Regions from separate parts of the Acanthopagrus latus genome. Here region 1 is linked to region 2. Evidence: chromatin contacts called from public Hi-C data. All regions are on one chromosome and are shown on one strand. The core of a region is the stretch at or near the end of the contact, and the rest is flanking DNA. Distances in the headings are between cores, read along the strand shown. Region 1 holds the start of LOC119028864. Region 2 holds the start of wdr18 (WD repeat-containing protein 18).

Evidence for each region. Hi-C and Micro-C count contacts between places; a contact is called where the count stands out from the background.
Region 1: a contact with region 2 is called in a Hi-C map of muscle, with 2.5 times the contacts expected there. The contact joins the promoter of LOC119028864 here to the promoter of wdr18 in region 2. A contact is called at or near these places in 4 of 4 Hi-C or Micro-C datasets (liver and muscle).

The regions. Positions count from the first base shown.
Region 1 is chr11:195,255-199,347 of fAcaLat1.1, reverse strand. LOC119028864 reads left to right here and starts at 1,386. Exons shown (of 11, transcript XM_037115253.1): 1 at 1,386-3,232. tmem259 (membralin) reads left to right here. Exons shown (of 12, transcript XM_037115249.1): 12 at 1-410.
Region 2 is chr11:59,331-63,463 of fAcaLat1.1, reverse strand. wdr18 (WD repeat-containing protein 18) reads right to left here and starts at 1,584. Exons shown (of 10, transcript XM_037114176.1): 1 at 1,306-1,584. The coding sequence starts at 1,515. It overlaps LOC119028331 (ELAV-like protein 1), which reads right to left. Exons shown (of 8, transcript XM_037114177.1): 5 at 4,038-4,133; 6 at 3,415-3,568; 7 at 3,076-3,310; 8 at 2,016-2,949. The coding sequence ends at 2,631.

The sequences.
Region 1 (4,093 bases), core at 137-2,636, 140 kb before region 2:
CTATTTAACATTCACTCAATGTTCTCCTGACACCGTCCTCAGGTCCTGTGTGTCACCACTTACGAGCTCACACACACACACACACACACACACACACACACACACACACACACACACACACACAAAATCACAATGTCCTGCTGCCACAAACACTCACCAGAGCACCAAATGTGGATTCATTTGCCCTGAAAATAGTACCCAACAGAAGCACTATTTCCTTTTGTGTGTGTGTGTGTGTCGCGCACAGACTCACATGATGGTAAAAACAAGTCTGAATTTCTTAACACAAGCTGAACACTGAAACTTATTTTATTGATCATTTTTATCAGTTATTGATGAGTTATTGATCAGCCTGATCACGTTCTGACAGACTGAAGCATGAACTCTGAACTGTTATTTTCTGTTTCCATCTGCTTTTATTTTGAAGAAACAGACTCTGAGAACAGGAACTAGTTTTGGAGCATGGCGGTGGTTGGACTGATTGACTTCCATTCAGAATGGATGCCTTATCAATAATCCTCAGACTGTCAGCAGCCCAGCAAGCTGATTGGTTGTGCAATATGATGCCAGCTGTGTCACACGTCAGACTCTGCCTTCAACAGAGGGACAGGCCTTTCACTGTGATGCTCTCAGGGGACTGAAGGTGCTTTCAGGTGCTCCTCGTCAGCTCATAAATGTCAGCGTTGTCTCTATGGAGCTGCCGACCTCAGACACAGGAAACCCTCCCAGCTCGTCTGACTGAATGATTGAGATAATTGCAAGTATTTAAACATCACAGAATTGAAAGTTAAACAACAGAAATAGTAACAAATCAATAAAATGTTGTCAATAATATCCCAAATATATAAATATTGATAATCAATAATAGTAAGAACAAAAATAATTATCATAACATAATGATCATAATCATTAAGAATTTGTCCGTCTTTCTTTCAGAAATAATTTCTGTATAAACACAACAGACATTTCAGTGAAACGTTTTTATCTTCGCAGGAAAATGATCGATTAACAAAATCATTCAGGTGTGTGTTTGATTAGTATTCAATGAATTTAATGGGTATTGACTGAGTTTATTCAGCTGACACGAGTCACCTGAACGCAGCGTTCACCAGGCGATTGGACAGACGCCTCCTCGTCACGTTTTTCTGTGTGTTGGGGTCTTTTTCAGTTGGTGTCGCGTAGGGGGCGGAGCCTGAAGTGTGACATCACCAGACTGGGGTTTGGGGGGTTGTTGGGGGGGGGGTTTGGTTGTTTTGTTCTTCGTGCCTCTCTGCTGGATGACTGTAGCCTCATTAGTTGATCTGAAACTCATCAAACTGTATTTAACTGTCCAGTAAAACCAGTAAAAGCAGTGCACAGCAGCCTGTTGGCACAACAACCGTGTGAATGTCTTATTTTCTCCTTCAAACAGATGAATGAAACAGGGAGTTCATTTTGATTATGAACCAGGTCATTAAGATTAGATTAAAAATCCTATTAATCATTGCTGATGATGGTGAGCCAGAAGTTGGTTTGACATTAAGTTAAATGAGATTTAGTCAAAATATTATGTGGTGAGTTTTTGATCCAAGGTTTTTTTTTTCTTCAGTGAAATAAAGTTTAATTTTGTATCTTTTTTTAAACACGATTTTAAAAAATACTAAGAAGTGTCGTAAATCTCCAGCTCAGTGACTTCTGGTTGAGGCATTTGAATTAATATTGAAGCTACATTAAATTGTGTGTATTTTGTTTTATAATTAGTGGTGGTATTTATACCTCAGCCTGGTTCATTAAACCAGTTTCTTTCATATCGCTGCCTAATTTAACTGTGACGACCTCCCAGATGTTCAGGTCAAACCTCAGACGCACCGCCGGGACTTTTACTGATTAAATTTTTTTTCATTCACACTGAAGCTCAGTGTTGATTCTCCACTCATTACCAGAGGGATTTTTTAATTTACCTTAGACTTTCGGGTGTGATTGTGTGAATGAATACATGCTGTAAATGATCCTAACGGTTTCTGGATGTTGATGACAAATGTTAAAAATAATCCAGTGAGAAATGTGACACTGGTGAGAACACAGAATCACTGACAGGATGACATTTAGCTCAGAGTGGCTTTTAGTACGTCCATCAATTTATCAAAAGTTAGTAAGTTTTCATCATGTGAAGACGTAGTGTGTCCCGTCCTGTGAGCTCAGACAGCTCGCTGCTCCACCAACATTGTTGTCTTTTCACTACATGTGTGTCAAATGTTTTCACCTACAGAGTCCAGCTGGTGTCTCAGAGCAGGACATCATCTGTCTGCTGCTGTCGGAGCTTTGAGCAGATGTCGGTCGTCATGTTGAACATTTTCCTTCATCAAGTCACCACATCACCTCAGCGCCACACACACACCCCTCTCCTGAAGACAAAGAACCAGAATCAGGGATCAGGGACATTAACAAAGGACTCACAGTTTCCTTATTTTCCTGAAATATATCTGTCATCATGCTTTGGATGTGGAAACCTGCCGGAATGTGTTTGTTTCTGTTGTCCTCCAGATAAACCTTCAGATGTGTTTTGATCTTGCTTCATAAACTGAAGCAGAACCAGAACCAGGACTAGTTCTTCAGTGTGATGTCAGGTCTCCTGCTTTGAAGCCTGATGTATTCACTTTCACACACATCCCTGAGGAGGTGATGTGGACTTGACTGAGCTCAGGTAAACCAGACACACCTGTTTGCTTCTGTCCTACAGACAGAACCAGGACTGGCCCATGATCCGTTTACAGCACCAGTTATTCTCAAGATGAAGGATTTGATGTGGATGGACCATGTCTCCATGTGTCCTCTGTCTCTCTAACACGTCTTGTTAGTTCTGTTAATAAAACAAATTCTCAGTTTGAGAATTATCTGCTCTTGTTCATCAGTAACCTCTTCAGATATATTGATTTGAACCACTCAACCAGGAAGAGCAGCAATCGCTTCAAGGTGTGATGATCAGTGGAGCTGATCCAGACTTTTATCAAACTGGTTCTGTCTCTTGAAGACACCATCTGTCTGTCTCTTTCTGTCTGTCCTCACTTGTTCCCCTCACTGATCACAGTTATTGATGATTGGGTTGTGTGTTCATCTATTTTTAGACGACCTATTTCTTAGTGGAAAGTTCTGTCTTCTAAAAACATTTTAAAAACCACCAGTGACCTGCGGCTCGTCACCACCTGACCAGAACCGAAACCAGGATACCAGTAGCAGCTAATCAGAGGCAGAGGTGGGCAGAGCAATTGAATATAAAAGAGGTGGAAACCACCAAAGTATTATTGAGTTATTAGTGTTGATCAGTTTTATTATCGATCAGTGTACTGGTGGAGAAAATCTGAGAGATGAAGGTAAGAACCCACTGGGAACACTGTGTCTGCAGGGTTCACAGTACTTTTGCTTCTCAGAAATACTTTTACTACTTTCCTCTGGTGGATGAAGACTGTTACAGACAGGAGGTGGAGTTTATTAAAAGTGATGCAGTCCGTGTACTTTTACTGCAGTAACATTTTGAATTCAGCACTTTAACTCGTTGAACATAACGGATGTCTAAAACTGAGCCCAGAATTTCAGAGTTGTTAGGGCCACTTGTGACATTTGTACATGAAGAGGTTGTTTTGTCTCCCCAGTGTAATAATCTGTGCAGTCCTGCTGCACTGAACATCATAAACTACAGAACTCTGTTCATGTCTGGGTGTTGGGTCCTCAGGATGGACCAGGTTCTGGATCAGTGTGTTGGCGGGTTTGAAGTGGACCAGGATGTTTATTAAAGATCCTTCTGAGTCTCAAGTTTCTGTTCTTTCTCCTTCCCCACTGACTTAATGGGCACAGACACTGGTATCGAGACTACAGGTCTGTACTGGTGTTCAGCAGCCTCACTGGATCATGCTGCAGCCGGTTTACCATTAATGTTGTTCTCTGTAGTTTACGTTCTTTATCTCATTTCTTTTGTTCTCTTGTTGTAAAGATGTTTTTCTATTGATTATCTCCTCAAAGCACCGGGATGACATCACTTTTAAGGATAAATGAGTGTGATTTCAATGTTTGATTTTTGCTGATAATCACTTTATAAGATCATCACAGGAGTTAAGTC
Region 2 (4,133 bases), core at 335-2,834:
AGACACCTCTGGGTCGCAGAAGAAGGCCAGATCAACTTGTGACCGCAGCGTCTGTTCACCGTGTCTGTACGGTGATGATTTATAACACAAATAAGCATAACCTTTATGAAATGCACTTACTCGTCTTTACTGTCTATTTGAGTAAATATTCCTCACACAGAAGAACAATGGAACCCTTTTAAACAAAACAAAAAAATAAATAAATAAAACATGGGACTCGAACTTAGACTCAGTGAGGGAAAAAAGTCCACCAACCCACTACACCAGACTAACTACAGTTTTACTTACAGCCTAACCTTTTAGCATAAGCACAGACACCTTTTGGACACAGAAGGTGGCAGGTCAGTTTGTGACCACAGTGTCTATGCACCAAAAACATGATCAATGTATGTTCGTATCAGTAAGATTATGTTATAGGCCACTTTAACTGTGTAGGAATAACACTTGCTGAATACAAGGCTGCCTCTTACAACGTTCGCAGGGCACTTAGGGAGGCTAAACGGCGATATGGGAGGAAGCTGGAGTAGCAGGGGGCTATGGCACCGGTAATTACATCAGCTCATTGGCCAGTCGCATCAAAGCGGGCATAAAATTTGTTTAATTCGTCGGCGAGAGATTTGTCAGCGTTCATCAGAGGAGCGCGGTCTGGTTTGTAGTCCATGATAATCCATATTCCTTGCCATAGCCCCCTGCTACTCCAGCTTCCTCCCATATCGCCGTTTAGCCTCCCTAAGTGCCCTGCGAACGTTGTAAGAGGCAGCTTTGTATTCCTCAATATTGCCGGTTAACAGTCCCGCGTTATAGGCAGCGGTGCAGGATCTCAGAGCATGGCGAACAGTGTTATCCACTCACAGCTTCGCAGAGAACTACAGGAATACTATATAACTACAGTAATATTATATAACTACAGTAATACTACACAGAACTACAATAATACTGCAGAACTACAGTAAAACTACACAAAACTACAGTAATACTACACAGAACCACTGTAATACTACACAGAACTACAGTAATTCTTCGTATTTCGGCGAGCCGAACTGGATTCATGACAACAGATCAGTTTTAAACGAAGTTAAAATAAAATTTTGTTGAGTCAGGTCAGATTTTAAGTCTGACATTTCGGTTCTGTCTCTGCAGAGGAGCAGAGTCCAATTTCAGTGTCTGCATAAAGAGTTCGGTGATGTTCGGTGGTTCTGGTTAGGTTAGGTTAGGGTTAGGCCACCTGTCGCCGCAGTGAGAGTGTGTCAGTGAGGCGACATGCAGCAGGTGTGTTCAGATGTGTTTAGATGTGCCAGCCCGTACCTTTCTCTGGATCTCCCACACGTTGATGAAGTTCTTGCCCTGCTGGGCCGACAGCAGGTACTGGCCGCCGAGGACGGTCAGTCCCCGGGCGGAGCTGTTCCCTCCGCGGTAGGAGAGCAGACTGGAGCCGCTGTGCAGGTCGAACACGGTGCTGTTCCACAGTTGAGAGCCGGAATCACTGCTCACAATTACCTCCAGAGGAGCCGCCATGTTGGCTCCACAACAACACACCGCACAATACACACGCGGGGAGCCGGCGGGCTGTAAGCAGCACAGTGACGTCACTTCCTGGACAGGGTGCATGATGGGAGATGTAGGAGCGAGGTCCTGGTGACAGAACTGGTTAATGTGGGACAGACGGGCTGAGTGGACTGGACGCCGATAAATCATGTGTCGAGAATCTCTAAGGAATGATGATGTCAGTCAAACTCACGGATTCATTAACCGCCATCTTTAAAACTTATCAACTAAATTTTTTAACTTAAATTTTTTTCTCACTGGACTTTAAACTACTAAATTAAATGCTTTTCATCAGGGATTGTTAGTGATTTAGTCAAAATGTCTTCCCATTTAGTTTTTTAACCAGAGTTTTTTCAGTCAGTTCTTGCTTTGTTTCTATTTTTTCCATCAAAATCTATTCATTATATTTTCTCATTTTAATGTTTGTACATGATACTTCTCAGAAAACTTAAAAGGAACAAAAGTAGACAGAAGTTTTCCATAAACAGATTTATTAATGAACAACCAGTTCCACATCACAATCAGCTGCAATTCAGAAACTAAATACAAATGAAAAAAGGGTCAGTACGCAAGAAGTTTCTGTACGTCAGGAAGCTGTTTAAAAAAAATAAAATCTCTGCTCAAAAAGAAACTGCAAGCCCTGCCTCCTCTTTGCAGATTGGCTGAGAAATCAGTATCAGTCACCTGATAGAGAGTTTAACTCTTTTGTTTTACATAATCCAAATATGTGACATAAAGCTTTAATAATTATATATGTGATATATGTTAATAACATCTGCAGAAGAACAAACTGCTTCTCTTTGTTTAAAACAAACAACCTACAGTGACTCCACATGTTTCTGTAGTTTCAAACACATGGACCACAATCCAAACTCTACTGATGTCATCAACGTGAACAAGTGATTTCGTACAGCCTGAAAGAAACTGAGCATGCTGGGAAAAAAATAAACTTACATCAACACAAACGCAAAAACTCAATTTCCTGAAACTGTTCGGCTCGACTGACTACTACAAAAAAAAACAAAACAAAACTTGTCTGACTCGTTTCCTCGTTAGAGACTCAACACTCCTTCCTGCTCTACTCTCTACTTGTGTCCCTTGCTGGTCTTGAAGGAGACTTGCAGGACTTTGTCTCCCAGTCGGTACCCATTCAAGCTGTGGATCGCCATGGCAGCCTCCTCGTAGTTTGTCATGGTAACGAAGCCGAAACCTTTGCACTTGTTGGTATTGAAGTCTCGGATCACCTTCACATTGACGACGGCGCCGAATGGCCCGAACATCTGCCACAGGATGGCCTCGTCCGCATCCTGACCCAGATTATAGATAAAGATGCACCAACCGCTGGATGCGTTCCCAGAGACTCCGCCCCCACTGCCCATGTGGTCAACGCTCATTGGGGAAAACCTGGAGGGAAATAAGAAGTATCATGAAAGTAATTGAGCATTATCTCAGTAATCTGATTACTTTGGTTACAGGAAACTAATCTGTTACAGGTGGATCTGCCTTTGGACAACAGTCAGATGCGCGTACCTGAACCTCTGGGCCTGGTGATGGACAGGTCCTCCAAAGCGCCGTGATTGGCCGTGGTACATCTGTGACATCATCTGGGAGTTACGGGCCTGATTCGGGTTGGCAGCAAACTTCACCGTGATTGGCTCAGAGCTGCCCGGGGGCGTGTGCCCATTCAGGTGTTTGACAGCGTCTTCGGCCTCGGAGCGCTTATCAAACCGGATGAAGGCAACGCCCCGTGACAGACCTAGAGAGTCAATAATATTAAAAGGAGAGAGGGGAGTGTAAACAACTGAAGGGATGTGATTGGTCACATGACCGTGTGATGTCATGACTGTATGTCACATGACTAGGTGTTACCAGAGGCCTGGTCCACCAGCACTCTGGAGTTGATGATGTGGCCGTAGCGACTAAACATGTCCTCCAGGTCCTGCTGACTTAGCGTCCGTGGCAGCCCGCTGATGTATAGATTAGCATCTTTGATCATATCCGAACTTGGTCGCGCGAAAGACACCTGCAGGGAGGAAACAGGATGTGTCTCAGTCTGCTGTCATAACAACTAGAAAGGATTCAAATGAACAACATCAAACAAAATAAATAACATTACATCAAGTCTTTAAATAAAATCCAGAATATTTCAAATGTGTAAACGACAAACAACAGGAACCGTCCCAAATAAAAAAATATACAAAATGACAAAATAAAAGCATCCAAACAGGCTCAGACCAATAGGCACTTTCGTCAAAAATAAAAGCAGAAATTTAAAAAAATAAAAGCTCGGCACAGTGTCACACAGATTTGGTGTCAACATGTGTCGATATTAAAAAAACAGGCTGAGAATATTTTACCAACATGACAGCAGAGTTTTAAAATACCTTCATCCATCAGACAGTTTGCAGGTGAGAGCGCCCTCTACTGTCCAGGGAACATAACACATCTATCAGTTGAGACAGGAATATCAAAGAGCACCTGTTGCACATTACCTTGATAGTTTTAGACTGTAGCCTCAGGCCATTGAGGGTACTGATAGCCCTCTCTGCATCATTAGGGTTAACAAAGTTAACAAAGCCGTAACCTAA